Regions from separate parts of the Macaca mulatta genome. Here region 2 is linked to region 1. Evidence: chromatin contacts called from public Hi-C data. All regions are on one chromosome and are shown on one strand. Each heading gives the region's core, a stretch centred on a gene start, on an enhancer-like site or on the middle of the called end of the contact. The rest is flanking DNA. Distances are from core to core; before and after follow the strand shown. Region 1 overlaps AP2B1 (adaptor related protein complex 2 subunit beta 1). Region 2 overlaps RASL10B (RAS like family 10 member B).

Region 1 (7,082 bases), core at 2,909-5,408:
CAGACTGTATTTGTACTTTCAATGATGGAAAGAAACTATCAGAGTGAGCTTTAGTTCAGTCTAGAGGGACTATTTCCCAGATAAGTGAAGATCACTTACATTCTAGTAGCTTGGAAATCAGCTTCAGCCAGACCAGTTCTTATCTACCATAATTAAAATATACCAACTTTAATGAAGAGTCAACATTTCTTCAGAAGTACTTTGCCTAGTACAGTGCCTGCATATACAAAATGCTCAATAAAAATTAGAGATAATTCCAACTTTGTAAACTAAAATGTATGTATGTGTAGATGAAATTTAGTAGTCAATTTCTAATAACTAAAGAAAATTTGCAACATTACATGGTAACAGGCTGAGCAGAACAATCTAGGTGTGCCTTCTAAAATCTTCAAATTCAGACTGACATGGTTTCCATATCTAATGGAAAGCAGGATATATTTTGCTGACTTTAACATACTCTCTCTCATACTGAATTATACATACAGGTCAGCTCGATAACTAATATGAAGCTACTTTCTATGTATCTAATAGAATGAAAAATCTGTCACTCCAAAGAGAGATACTCAATAATCTTTGCTGGCCAAATGGCCAAGAGCTGTTGCATGGGAGATGTAAGACAATAAGAAAGATTTTAGCAGAAGTAACTGTATGAAAAACATACATTTCTTAGAAACAGTTTTGCATAGTTTATTCCACCACCTAAAATATTCCTAAATCCAATGAGAAAATACCTTGGAGATAGCAACATCTACCCTAGAAGCCACTGACCTTCCTCAACTGATTTATTCTAATACCAGACTCTAGAACTTACAGAATCAGGCAAGACTATCAGAAAGTAGCCAGGAAAACAGACTGACCTCTGAGCCTCCCGATCATCTTTAGGGTTGTAATTAGACAGGCAGTCCAGGATGAAAATCTGGCCCCATTCAGTGCACTCATTTAGGGCTGTCAGCAGCTTATTAATGTTCTGCGGGTTCAGATCAAGTAAGTTGCTGTTTGGGTGAGACTCACTGATTTCAGATAATGCTGCTACGGCATTAGCCACCACCTGGAAAAGAAGGGGATATGACCTTGATTCACCAAGAACAGTACAGCTACAGACAAACACTTAATCAGCCTTCTCTGGATCACTTCACGGATCTCAATTCATAACCATTCCTGAACATTTTACCTAGTCAGATAGAAACAAATAAACCACTTCAAAACATATATTAAATCACCAATGATATTATATATAGTGGTAAGGCAACCCTGAATTAAAACAATTCATATATTAGCAGAGTCACACATTATTTAATAGTAAAACATACATTAACCATGTTAACGGCACTCAAAACTTTCAAAATCAAGACATGTGAACAGCATATGAAAAAGGGCGAAGTCTAAATATGAAATACGTACATTAGGCAACAGAGAGAAAAATTTAGGCCAAATAATTGTATAGTTGTGTAGCTGTATGGGTTTGGGGGAGGTGACACCATCAATCATGCCACAAGTCTTAGAGTAAGAATATGTGGGCCTGAGACCCTAGTTCACTAGTATACAATGCTGAGAGAATATGTAATCTCTGTGAAACTCAGTTCTTCCATCTGAAAATGAGATAATTTAGTCCACCTCACAGATTAGTTTCAGTTTGAGGATAAAACCAGATGACATATGTATAAGTGCTTTCTACAAAGTCTTATGTAAATTTAAGGTGGTTGGTTATATTACCATAATTCATCAAGTGTAAGCTATAGTTTTTCACATTAACATCTTTGAAACTGGGTTGCATTTTATAATCAATGGCCTGTCAGTTCAATAGGAAGCATTTTTCTTTCTTAGTAATACAGAAAATAATAATACATCTTATAATCAGTGGCATTAAAGATTCAATGAAATACAGTATTTCAAATGTATCCTTCTTTCTGGGTAGGGTAAATGAAAAATTGCTACCCTGTTTTTTTTTTTTTGAGACAGTTTTGCTCTGTTGCTCAGGTTGAAGTGTGATGGTGTATCTCGGCTCACCGTAACCTCCGTCTACTGGGTTTAAGGGATTTTCCCACCTCAGCCTCCCAAGTAGCTGGGACGACAGGTGCACGCCACCATGCCCAGCTAATTATTGTATTTTTAGTAGAAATGGGGTTTTGCCATGTTGGCCAGGCTGGTCTTGAACCCCTGACCCTAGGTGATCTGCCCGCCTCAGACTCCCAAAGTGATGGGATTACAGGCGTGAGCCACCGTGCCCGGCTGAAAAATTGCTACCTTACACTAGAAAGTACACTTGTATCCTGACTCACAGATCTGGGAATCCATTTAGCTGCAGGAAGAAAAGTCAACACTTTATCAAAATTACAAATTAATTCTAAGAAATCTACAACGGAAGAACATCTAAAATCATTTAAAAGTTGCAAACATACTAAAAAAAAAAAAACCATGCATACATACAAAATACTATATATTGTGGCCCTATACAAGTAAACTTAAGACCATATTTTGCAGTGAGGCTCCCAGTTGCTGACTAAAGATTAGCAAAGTGAGGCTGAATATAAATACTCTCCAAGTATAAGTTGGCTGGGTGTGGTGGCTCACGCCTGTAATCCCAACACTTTGGAAGGCTGAGGTGGGTGGATCACTTAGGTTAGGAGTTCGAGACCAGCCTGGCCAACATGGTGAAACCTTGTCTCTACTAAAAATACAAAAAATTAGCCGGGCATGGTGGTGTGTGCCTGTAATTCCAGCTACTCAGGAGGCTCAGGCAGGAGAATTGTTTGAACCTGGGAGGTGAAGGTTGCAGTGAGTGAAGATCATGCCACTGCACTCCAGCTAGGGCGACAGAGCGAGACTCCATCTCAAAAATAAAATAAATAAATAAATATTCTCCAAGTATGAATGAGACATGATAGGAGACAGCTTCAGCAATTATATATATTGGAAAGATTCTCAAAAATGTAAAACCAGTTAGTTCTTCCTGAAGTCCCTTAATAAAACCTTGAGAAATGAAGAATTGTATGATTATCATTTTGTTAGCAAGGGAAGAAACATAATGACTACAATCTAGCGATTGATTTTAGTATTCACATTATCTGTGTAATCTTCAGATTATCCCAGCATATGATTTTATCTGGAAGATAAATGTCTAGAGAATGTGATTTATTTAACAAATATACTTACAATAATATCCATTATTATGTAAAGGATAACGATGCCACAAGTGCAATAATCTCAAGCTATACTTTGGTGATCAGAACAAAGATGCTAAGATGAAAAATCAAAGACTCACTTGGTAAATATGGTTACAGATACACTATTTTATTCTTGTTAAAACAAATCAGGAAAACTCATCTAGCCCGCCTACTGGATGGTAACATGTGTGAGGCTCCTTCCTGACTTAATTTTTGTTTGCTAACTCTATTATCAAGCATGAGAAAAGCCATAAAGAGAGAAATAATAATCCCTTCTATGTGCTTCACGTGCAGGGAAGATATTTTATTTCCCTTGCACAATGTACTTAGTTGACCTTATTATAGTCTAAAGGATCAAAGTATCATATCAGAAGGCCAGATGCCTGTTTCGATCTATAGATGCCAACACACGTCCAGTCTTGGTTACCAGTTGTCTGAAATAAATGACCACTTATGTCAGTGAAACTCTTCTCATTTAAAAAAAAAACAAAAAGATTAAATATAAGGTCTAGTAATAGGAAACACAGACAAAGAAAATGAGAGAATGGGGAGAATTAAAAACTGCAATGGGGAGAAAAAGAACAGAAGGATACTAAACAGAATGAGCAATTGGAAATCCTCTGTTATTATAGGCAACTAGAAATTAAACCAAGTGCATAATGCACCTAATGAAGTGTATGGTCTGATGTTTAAATAGGCAATTGCCACTTATCATCACATTAAAACAAGAAACAAAATGGTGAAAAGTCTGTCTAAATTAAGGATCCAGAAAGATCAGATTAGAGGATTGTTTAGCAAAGCCTGTAAAGAAAAAGAGATCACTGCCAAATAGTGACCGTCCAGAGGAGATGCTATCCTATCCCTCTATACTGAAACTCTAATGTTTCTCTAAAATTTCTTTAAGTTCCTTCCATCCTATCTCTACACTTTCATTTCCTAATCTCCACAGTCAGACTGCTACATTTTCAGCAACATACTGAGGCAGGCTCACCAGGCAGCGCTCTCAGTTTTCCTGGTCCGTAAGCCAAGTTTCTCTCACTCTTCAATGAAAACTTAAAATAAACCAGTCACACTGAATCTAAAGTAGCTAAAGAAAAAGACTGACTTTGAGACAGCAACTGGGTGGCTAGAGTGTACAGGACAACTCACTTGTCAATGTTTATACTGTTTCTTTGGAATTCTGTACTATATTGTTTAGTTTTTTAAATAAACTTTAAAAATAATAGACTGAAACTTAAGATTTACTTCCTCTTCCTCCAGTCTTCTCTAGACAATAATATCACAAAGTACAAATGTAACCCTTACAATAACTGCCTTGACTCGCCTGTATACTAAGATACAGGTGTGCTTCTTTCATTTGAACTATTACTTTGATTTAGAACTGTTAACACAACTATGGGTAACACTTCTCCTGACAGAAAATTGGCATTTCTCTTAGGAAATACTGACACAAAGAGAACGATGGTCTTTTAACTACCATTTCAGAAAAATTAGAGTTTCCAAGAAAAAAAATTGTATTTTTTTAAAGAGACAGGGTCTCACTCTGTTGCCCAGGCTGGAATGCAGTGGCACTGATCACAGCTCACTGTAATCTCAAACTCCTGGACTCAAGTGATCCTTCCACCTCAGACTCCTGAGTAGCTAGGACTACAGGCTTGCACCACCACACCCAGTCAAGTTTCTTAATTACTTTTTTAGAGATGGGGTCTGGCTATATTGCCCAGGCTGGTCTTGAACTCCTGGTCTCAAGTAATCCTCCCAGTTTGGCCTCCTAAAATGCTGGGATTACAGATGTGAGCCACCATACCCAGCCAAAAAAGGGAGTTTCTAGAAAAAGTTTTGCTTTAAAAATTAATTTTTAAATAGAATTTCCTTGGGGTTTGTTTGGTTAGTTGGTTTTAAGAGACAGGGTCTTGCCTGTCACCCAGGCTAGAGTGTGGTGGCATAATCATATAGTTCACTGTAATCTTGTATAGTTCACTTGAACTAGCAGATGGGACTACAGTGCCATGCCACCATGCCTGCCTAATTTTTTTTTTTTTTTTGGTAGAGACAGGGGTCTCCCTATGTTGTCCAGGCTGGTCTCAAATTCCTGGCCTCATGCAGTCCTCCCACCTTGGCCTCCCAAAGTGCTGAGATTACAGGTGTGAGCCACCATACGGTACCTGGCCTACAAATAGGGTTTCTTAAGAGAGGTTCCTCAGCACAAGTTGATTTATAAAAAGTTGGCATCTAGATTACAAAGGGACACATCTGCAGCATTAAAAAAAATAAATCCTTGGCCAGGCATGGTGGTTCACACCTGTAATCCCAGCACTTTGGGAGGCTAAAACAGGTGGATCACTTGAGGCCAGAAGCTGGTATCAGCCTGGCCAACATGGGGAAACCCTGTCTCTAATTAAAATACAAAAAATTAGCCAGGCATGGTGGTGCATACCTGTAATCCCAGCTACTCGGGAGGCTGAGGCACGAGAATCACTTGAACATGGGAGGCAGAGGATGCAGTCAGCCAAGATCACACCATTGCACTCCAGCCTGGACGACAGAATGAGACTATGTCTCCAAAAAAAATAAAAATAACAATAAAAATAAAAAACTAAAAAAAATCCTTTATTCATCTTGCCTCCCAATTATGGTAAATTCTATTCTTGGAGAGACTGCAACTAAACATTCCCCACCCCTCATATCTCCTCAAAGAGCTAACCCAATTATGTATACTTTACAGACACAGATATTAAACACAAACATATATATAAAAGCAACATATGTAGATGTGTAAAAACATACTCAATCCTAGACAAATCTTTCTCTGCCTTAATTACAGACCTCTCTTCAATATGATTATTTCCTTATGGACCTGTGGAGTCTGCTGATTTTTTTTTTTTTTAATAGAAACAGGGTCTCGCTACGTTGCCCAGGCTGCTCTCAAACCCCTGGCCTCAGGCAATCTTCCTACTTTGGCCTCCCAAAGTGCTAATACTACAGGTGTGAACCACCATACTCAGCCTGAATTTTTAAAGATAAGCAATTTGTATTTTTACTTACATTACACTAACAGAATGAGTTTTACAGAGATAAAAAACTGGAATAGCTAAAATGTATTGAACATTTACTTTGTGCTATTAATCCTCATAACAACTCTGAAGTAGCTGCTACTAAAAGCCACCTATTACAGATAACAAAACTGGCTTAGAGAAGTTCAGTGACTTGCTTAGGGTCAACACAGCCAGAAAGGGATTCCTGCTTGAATCTGAACTCAAGGTCTGCATCTGATTCCAGTGTCTGAGTACTAATACTTGGTCTCCAGCATTTATAGAGCTTCCAAGACTTGTGAACTTCAACTAAGGGAAGGGAAAGATTCAGAGTAGGGGAGGATAATATAATCCAAGCATTATTTCCAGCAAAGGTGACATGTAGATTTATATACAAGGAGAAAAATGTATCCTACTTTATATATTTCAGAGATAATCATATCCTGACAGTACTTAAAGAGGCAAAGATTTACTACCTAGCTATAAAATATGATTTATGATCTATACCTGTCTTACATGCAGCAGTTGAGGATAATAAATTTGACCTCATTTTGTTAAAGAAGGAGTGAGCTGGTACAGTAGGTATGGTTAGAATAAAAATGACCCTGTAAAAAAAAAAAGACTCTCAAAGGAAATCTAGATTTAAACTGGGAGTGGAATATCACATACATAAGCTCACTTATGAGGAACCTCTCACCCATTTCCCTGTCCCTTTAAATAATTTTCACCCTGCACTCTAATTTCACTCATTTTCGTGGCCTTGGAACCTAAGAAACTTACCACTTTCCAGTTCAGTGACTTCTTCCTGCTAAGTAAATTACTATTTACAGGACTTTGACTTCCAGCAATGACCTTCAAGGTCACACACTATGAACAGATTTATGCT
Region 2 (7,082 bases), core at 3,228-5,727, 120 kb before region 1:
GCCAGCCTTCTGGGCCCTCCCCTAGACCTGAGGCAACAGCCCTGTGATGCAGATAGGGGCAAGAACTTGTGGCCCCACTTTCCAAGACAGGAAGCTGAAGCTTGAAGAGACATGTAACTTGCCTGAGGGTGGAGTGGGATCAGGACTCCCATGGGCTCTCCCACACAGGCCACAGAGGCAAAGCCAGTGGCATTAGGGTCCCATTTTGGACACAGGCATGTGTAGATGCAAAACTGTTTACAGCGAAAGGAGCGCTCTGGGGGCAGCCTCTGCAATGCTTTTGGGATCCCTTGTCCAGTTGTGGGACAGCTTTCAGCCTGGCCCCCACCCTTGACCGCATGTGTTATCTGATGCCAGTCATGGAGGAGGAGATTTGGGCTGACTTTTTACGGCACACACATACATCTATGTGTGGATGAGTACCTGGATGAGAGCATCCCCGAGTGGGTGCCGGAAGCCCGCAAGGTGGTCCAGGAAGAGAGGCTGCCCTCCACCCTGCCCTCAACCTCACCCTTGCCCCCTCAGATCCTCCGGAACAATGTGATGGTACGTGTAGGGGGCGGCTGGGACACGCTGGGCCATTATCTGGACAAACATGACCCCTGCCGCTGCACATCCCTCTGTGAGTCCCCTGAGGGTCCTCTCCCTGCGGGGTTGGTTGAAAAGGCGTAACTCTGGGTTGGGAGGCTGGAGGCAGAGGTGGGAGGTCTGATCTCCAGGGGGAAGAGGTATGTGGGGAGGCTGGAGGAAGGAAGGCAGTAGTTGGGCACAGTACAGTACTAAATGTCACCACAAGATGGTGTGCAACACACGCAGAAGCAGCATTTGGCCAGGGTGCATTTTGGCAGAGCTTAGGTCTGGCTCTGGGATCCACAGTGTTGGTATCAAGTGTGACTTGGAAGGTCTTTAGTTCTTCCATAATCTCCATCAATGCCTCCAGCCACTCCAAATAAGCACATGCTCTAAGGGAAAGTTGTGTACCTGCACTACAAACATAGCTTTAAACAAATCCCCCAGCTGGGTCCCCAAGCCCCTCCTGTAAAGAAACTCTGGTGTTGCCACTGTAGGTCCCACTGTTTTTAGTGTGGGGTGTGGGGCATGGGACCACTGGGGGAGGAACAATGGGCCCCATCAGCAGGAATTGAACTCTTCTCTCCTCTCCTTTCTCCGGGGCACTGTTGGTAGCACACAAGCCAGGCAACTTCCTGAAGCCCCCGGCCCCACCAGTGCAGCATGAAGTAAGGGTACAGGATGGACCCTCACAGACCCAGCCTACGATGACCATCAGCCGCTCACAGAGCCCGCCACCCCCCGTGGACTGGAAGACATATGCCTCTTCAGGCCGAAGGCTGAGGTCCCCCACCCCATCCTCCCCCAGACCCCGCAGGGAACGGGGAGCAGGGACGGGGGCGTCCAGAGAGATGGCACCATTCCTGAGGTATGGGGAAGAGATAGGGAAGGGGCTCTTTTTCCTTTGGAGTGCACATTCTCAGAGGCCACCACACTCCAAGATAAGAGGAGCAGATCCCCAGCAGTGACTCTATCCCGAGACCACAGGTGTTTGGAACCAGAAGCACACCCAGTACCTTTGGGATAATGTGGTTACTTCATATGCCTTCCCATTTCACAGATGAGGCTCAGAAATGGAACAGACTTACTCAAGGTTTCCTACCATTTCACGGTAGAGCACAGACTAAGACAACCCCTGCACTCCCCTCTGTCTCTCCACTGCCCTGCAACTGGTCTGGGGCCATCCCTTGAAGGATCTGAAGTCACCTCAGGCCAGGATCAGGCTTCCTTCTATCTGCTACACAGGGAACAAGGGCACATAGACTTAGGCAGTGACTGTCATAAGGAGGATTTCAAGGCAGTCAGGGAGGAGAGGGAGCATAGGTTTCATTCAGCGTGAAGTCGAGCCCCCTGGGTGTTCTCACTGGGGAAAGACCGTCACTTCCCCGAGCCAGGGACCACACTAGATGACCCTGCCGGCCTGAGGAGTCTCCCTTTGCAGCCTTGTGATTCTCCCTTTCAGGTGCCAGGAGAGGTCTCTCACCCCATCTTGGAGGCAGCCGACAGCTGGGGACAGCCCACCCAGCCCCCAGTCCTCGTCTTCCCAAAAGGGCCGAGACCCACAGTGCACCTTGTCAGGAAAGAGGGTGGATAGATACCCCCCTGGACTCCCCAGGGGAAGGATTCCCACATCTTGGGTTCATGAGAAAACAGACAGCCAAGGAACTGATGCCCGGAACCCCACCCCACAAAGACTCCGAGACATTGAGGCCACCACCAAAGGGATATCAGCAAGAGGACTATCTCCCCTGCCTCGTTCCTGTAGCCCAGCCGAGCAACTGGGCCTCAGGCTGCCACTCCAGGGTAAGGCCAAGGGTGCGTTCTTCCAGTTCAGGGAGCCAGAGTCTGTCTGTTCTCCAACCCCTGTCCAAGACCTAACCAAGATCCCCATCCGGCTGCCCTCTCCTCACCCCCCGACACCAGGAAGGAGCTTTCCTGGTGCTACAAGTAGAAGTCCCGGGACAGAACTTGGGAGAGACCCCATTCCACTAAGGGCCGTCACTGCGGACCTGGCTGGGTCCACGCATGGGGACTGCTCTGTGAAAGTGAGGCAGGAGGACCAGCAGTTGGACATCCAGCTCATGGCAGAGGCCAAAGTGTCCCGGGACCTGGGCCCACAGGAGCAGGAGGGGCAGTACACACCTCTGCCCCTGGGCAGGAACAAGGAGCAAGCCATCTACTGTAGCCTTGAAGAGGAGATTTTGGGCAACATGAAGCTGCTAGAAGTCGGGAGTGCCTGTCTGCAGGGCACAAGGTCTGGGGTCATCCCTCGCAGTGGGGTCTATGTCCCCAGCCTGGGTGGGCGGTGGCCTGAGCCTGGGGGTCCTTATGACAAAGTCATCCAAGAACTGGCTCAGGGCCCCCCACCCCTCCTTAAAGTGGACCTGGAAGCCTGGAAGGCAGCCCCGACTGGCTCCCCTAAGCCAGCTGTTACCCCAGGACCGGGAAGCCTCAAAGGGAAGTTGGGAGCCATACAGAGTGGGCCCAGCACAAAGGCAAGCCTGAGTGCCAAGGGCACCCACATGAGGAAGGTCCCACCACAGGGAGGGCAGAACTGCTCGGCCCCTACTGCGTCTGCCAGCCCGGAGGCCCCCACACCTTTGCCCTTGGACCCCAACTCTGACAAAGTCAAGGCATGTCTAAGTGAGGGCAGGAGAACTCTCCGGAAGCCCAAGAAGGTCCCATCCATCTACAAGCTGAAGCTGAGACCCAGGATCCGGCCCCGAAGAGACCACAGGCCTGAGAAGCAGCCTTCACGAATCCCCAAGCCACTGGCCTATGTCTGCCTGGGTCCAGCCAGGCCGCCCCGCAGGGACAGACTGTTGAGAGCTGTGCTGGGCAGCAAGGGAGGGGAGGCATCCCGGGTGGACGGAGCTTCAGTAGGTGAGGAGGAGGAGGAAGGAAAGGAGAAAGAGCCAGCCGCTCCATTGGAGAGCAGGCCCCAGACTCCAGAGGACCTGCGACCTCACTGGCTTGATCAAGCTCCACTTCCACCTGAGGAGGAGTCCTGGGTCTGAGGCACATGAACGTGTCGGGGAGGAGGGAAGCAAAAAGAATGGCCATGTATACACTGGATTCACAGCTGTGGGAACAGAAGGGACGTTCCCTCATCTCCACACAGGGCCTTGGGCAGGAGTGGGTCAGAAGACAAATATAGACTCCATCTGCTCATCTGAGCAAAGGGGCAACCCACTGCTCTCACTCCAACTCCAGAGGTAGGCCGGGGCAGTGAGACCATCCTATATCTCATGACTCTCCCTCAGAACATCTCCCCACACTCCTGGCCTCTGGCCCCTGGCCATGCCCACCTGTTTCCATAACTCCCCTAAGTTATTAAACGCATGTGATTCTACCTTGAGCCCCAGCTTCTTTTTTTTAAAGTTTAGAAACAGAGTCTTGCTCTGTCACCCAGGCTGGAGTGCAGTGGCACTATCATGGTTCACTGCAGCCTCGAACTCCCAGGCTTCAAGTGATCCTCTCACCTCAGTTTCCCAAGTAGCTGGGACTACAGGTAGGTGCCATGACACCTGGCTAATTTTATTTTATTTTATTTTTTAGAGATGGGGCCTTACTATGTTGTCCAGGCTGACCTCAAGCGATCTTCCTGCCTTGGCTTCCCAAAGCACTGGGATTAAAGATGTGAACAACTGAGCCCACCTCCCCCTTCCCCCTAGCTTCTTGAGCCCCTCACTCTAGGACTGTGGTGGTGCGGGGAGGTATAGCTTCAGATGTTATCCCACTGCAGGAGATGGGGACTAGGAGGAAGGAGTTGGTGGTGAGAGAGGCTTCCTCTTTTGAGGCTCAGCCAGTCTTTACAGGCAGCCCCATCTTTCCTGGAAGTGGCTGGTGGGTCAGCACCACGGACAGAGACATCCTGCCCTCAACACACACGCTTCTGGAAGGCACCCTTGCCCAAGACTTCAAAGCTTTGCTCTGGAGTTTGGGTCCTGAGATCACTCAGGGACAAGACGGGTGGCTGAAAGTGTTCCTAACACATCTACATCCAAGAAGTTATGACTGAGAGGCTGCAAAGTCTCAGCCTTGAGTGGGAAGGACGAGACGCAGACGGAGAAGCTGGGATTCAGTCCCATTATGGAAATTTTCCAGACTGGCAGGGGAGAAGTTCTGCTTCCCTTCTGAATGGTTTGAATTAGTTGGAGGGTTTGGGGTTAGGTGGAAAGGTGATACGTCCCAAACTCTTCACCGGTGGTCTCCCTGTTGACCTGGGCTTTGGGACTGGGGGCCACCTCACCACCTTCACCCTCCTTCCACACGGAGCTCAGCAGGCAAGCCCTGTGGGGATCCCTCCCCTCCTACCATGAGGAACGGAGCCAACACCTTGGTACAGAAACAGGGGAAAACACTCCCTGATTTTTAATCTGACTTCGGATAACAGCTCAATGGGCGTCACACACACTTCCAGACCCTGTGGTGGGAAACCCTGGGAGGGGGTGGGAGGGGAAGGACAGAGACTCAGAATGGGGGTGGAGGGACCTGAAATCCAAGACCTGGGTTGAAGTGGAGGCGGGAGGGGGCCTGTCAGATGATACATTCCAATGGCTCCCACAGGGGAGCAGCCAGAGGCCTGGGCCCCCTCCCCCCACCTCAGGTGCCTCAGAGTTGGGGGTGATGGGGCATGTGAGATGCTGCCATCCCTCATCCCCTCCCTCTGGTGAACCAGGAGACAGGGGTGCAGGAGACTAAGGGGCAGGCCCTCTTTGTTACCCTCCCAGCCACTCTAAGGTGTGGGGAAGGGGAGCCACCTCCTCTGTGTCAGAGGGAGGCTCACAGAGGGCAGGTCACTTGCCCGAAGTCCTGCAGCACAGCAGGGACTAGAACGCAGGAACACTAGACTGCCCAAGGTCAAGGCGGTTGCTGTGGGGCTGTGCTACCCCCACTTGGTGGACAGAGTGGGAATCAGCCGGGGAAGCAGAATCATAGATTCCCCCTACAATGGATGTTGGTGATAAATTCCCCACCCACGACCCTTCCCCCAGACTCCGCTCCATCACCACTCTGGGCTACCTGATTTCCTAGTCTATATGCTGCAGCCTTGGCTAAGTTGGCCAAAGTGGAGTTGTCCTCTCTGCCCGTCTTATAACAAGGGACCCTGCTGTCCTCCCACCAGGCCAGGGCTGAGGGCTCAGCCTCAAGGACAGCTTTCTTTGGTCAGGGGGCAGGGGACAGGGCACCACTTCTCCCTCCCTCCAATTCCCGCATCAATCCCTTATGCCATTCCTAGAATCTTCACTATTATTGTTATTTCTAAATCGGTACAAAACTGACAGTGATCAGCTCCGGTGACGAGAGGTAGAAACCCGGCCAGGCAGCCGGAGAAAATGGGGCGGAGTGAGTTAGGGCATAGGGCTGACTGGTGTTGGGACAAGAGGGTGTCAGATCCTGAGGGCCTCCATCTGGGGCCGGCAGGGGGAAGATGCAGGTGTGTCTCCCCCAAGCACAGGGGTCCCCACCATTCTTTCCCTGGCTCTGTTCTTCCCCAGATTAATCAGGATAGTCTGAGATCTGAGGCAGGCAGAGTCTGGGGTAGTCAGATGGGGTTGAGACGGGGCAACAGAATCTTCACTGGGACAACCTGACCCCCTTCTGGGCACCATCCTGCCCACGACCAGACCCCAGAACCTAACATTCCCCAGTCTGACAGACCAGATTGCAGTATGCAGGAGGTAATAGAAGACTGGAACCTGGCATCATGGAAAAGAAACTATCCTTTGGGGGATTCCCTTTCCACACTCTGTCCAAAAAAAAAAAAAAAAAAGTTTTAACCCAGGGGGTGATCTGGCTTTGGGATCAGGAAGAGTGAGGGGCACCTGGCAGGGACGGACCATCGAGTTAAGGCTGGAAGGTAGGTTGTTGTGTCTCTGGGGGCTGCTGGGCGGGGAGGTCTCCCTGGAAGCCGGAGAGCTCAACCTTCTCCCCTCACTGATCTGGGACCTCAGCCCCCGGACCCCTTGATGGTGGTCTTTGGGCCACCCGCATCTCTGCCCTGTGCCGGTGGTGCTGACAGTCAGAAGGCCTGGCCTCACAAAGAAGCTGCCAGGATCTGCGACAAGGGGATGGACGAAATGAGAGCCCTGTGAGCGGAGCTAGGGGGGACTGGAGGGTGGGTGAGACAGGTAAGGACCAACAGACGCTTGGGTGGGCGGACATGGGAAAGGAAGACACCCGGCAAAGACAGACACATTCTGGAAAAGACAGGTGGGGGCCCGGCCAAGGCGGCACCTCGCCACCCCCACCCTCCATTGCACGCTCACCCCCATCCCAAAAGGCTGTGGCACCCCCGCGGGTCGGGCCGGGCACTGCACTAAATACAGCACTGAAGACGGCTGTCCCAGGAAGCCACGGGGGCAAGGGGCAGGGCTTAGCAGTTACTGGGGGCTCCCTCTCGCGCTTTGCTTCTCACCGGGAGATGCGTGGCTGCAGGGGCCTCAGGCCGGGACCGTCACAGTTCCATTTCCCGCCCGCTCCCCGCCCCAGCACCGCAGTACAGCCCC

Evidence for each region. Hi-C and Micro-C count contacts between places; a contact is called where the count stands out from the background.
Region 2: a contact with region 1 is called in a Hi-C map of fetal cortical plate, with 3 times the contacts expected there. The contact joins two enhancer-like sites. A contact is called at or near these places in 4 of 14 Hi-C or Micro-C datasets (cortical neurons, fetal cortex germinal zone, fetal cortical plate and 1 more).

What each region holds. Positions count from the first base shown.
Region 1 is chr16:45,090,272-45,097,353 of T2T-MMU8v2.0, reverse strand. It overlaps AP2B1 (adaptor related protein complex 2 subunit beta 1), which reads right to left. Exons shown (of 21, transcript XM_077970803.1): 6 at 858-1,048. Among named protein-coding and RNA genes, the nearest start is that of AP2B1, 34 kb to the right of the region's middle. Within about 2 kb of position 4,158, at least 1 of the 40 cell types and tissues checked has an H3K27ac peak or open chromatin away from gene starts, as enhancers often do. A contact at or near this core is called in fetal cortical plate, where this site is marked.
Region 2 is chr16:45,215,241-45,222,322 of T2T-MMU8v2.0, reverse strand. It overlaps RASL10B (RAS like family 10 member B), which reads right to left. Exons shown (of 4, transcript NM_001194639.2): 4 at 4,914-7,082. It overlaps GAS2L2 (growth arrest specific 2 like 2), which reads left to right. Exons shown (of 6, transcript XM_001114413.5): 4 at 526-622; 5 at 1,186-1,438; 6 at 2,033-3,925. The coding sequence ends at 3,587. Among named protein-coding and RNA genes, the nearest start is that of GAS2L2, 8.3 kb to the left of the region's middle. Within about 2 kb of position 4,477, at least 6 of the 40 cell types and tissues checked have an H3K27ac peak or open chromatin away from gene starts, as enhancers often do. A contact at or near this core is called in fetal cortical plate, where this site is marked.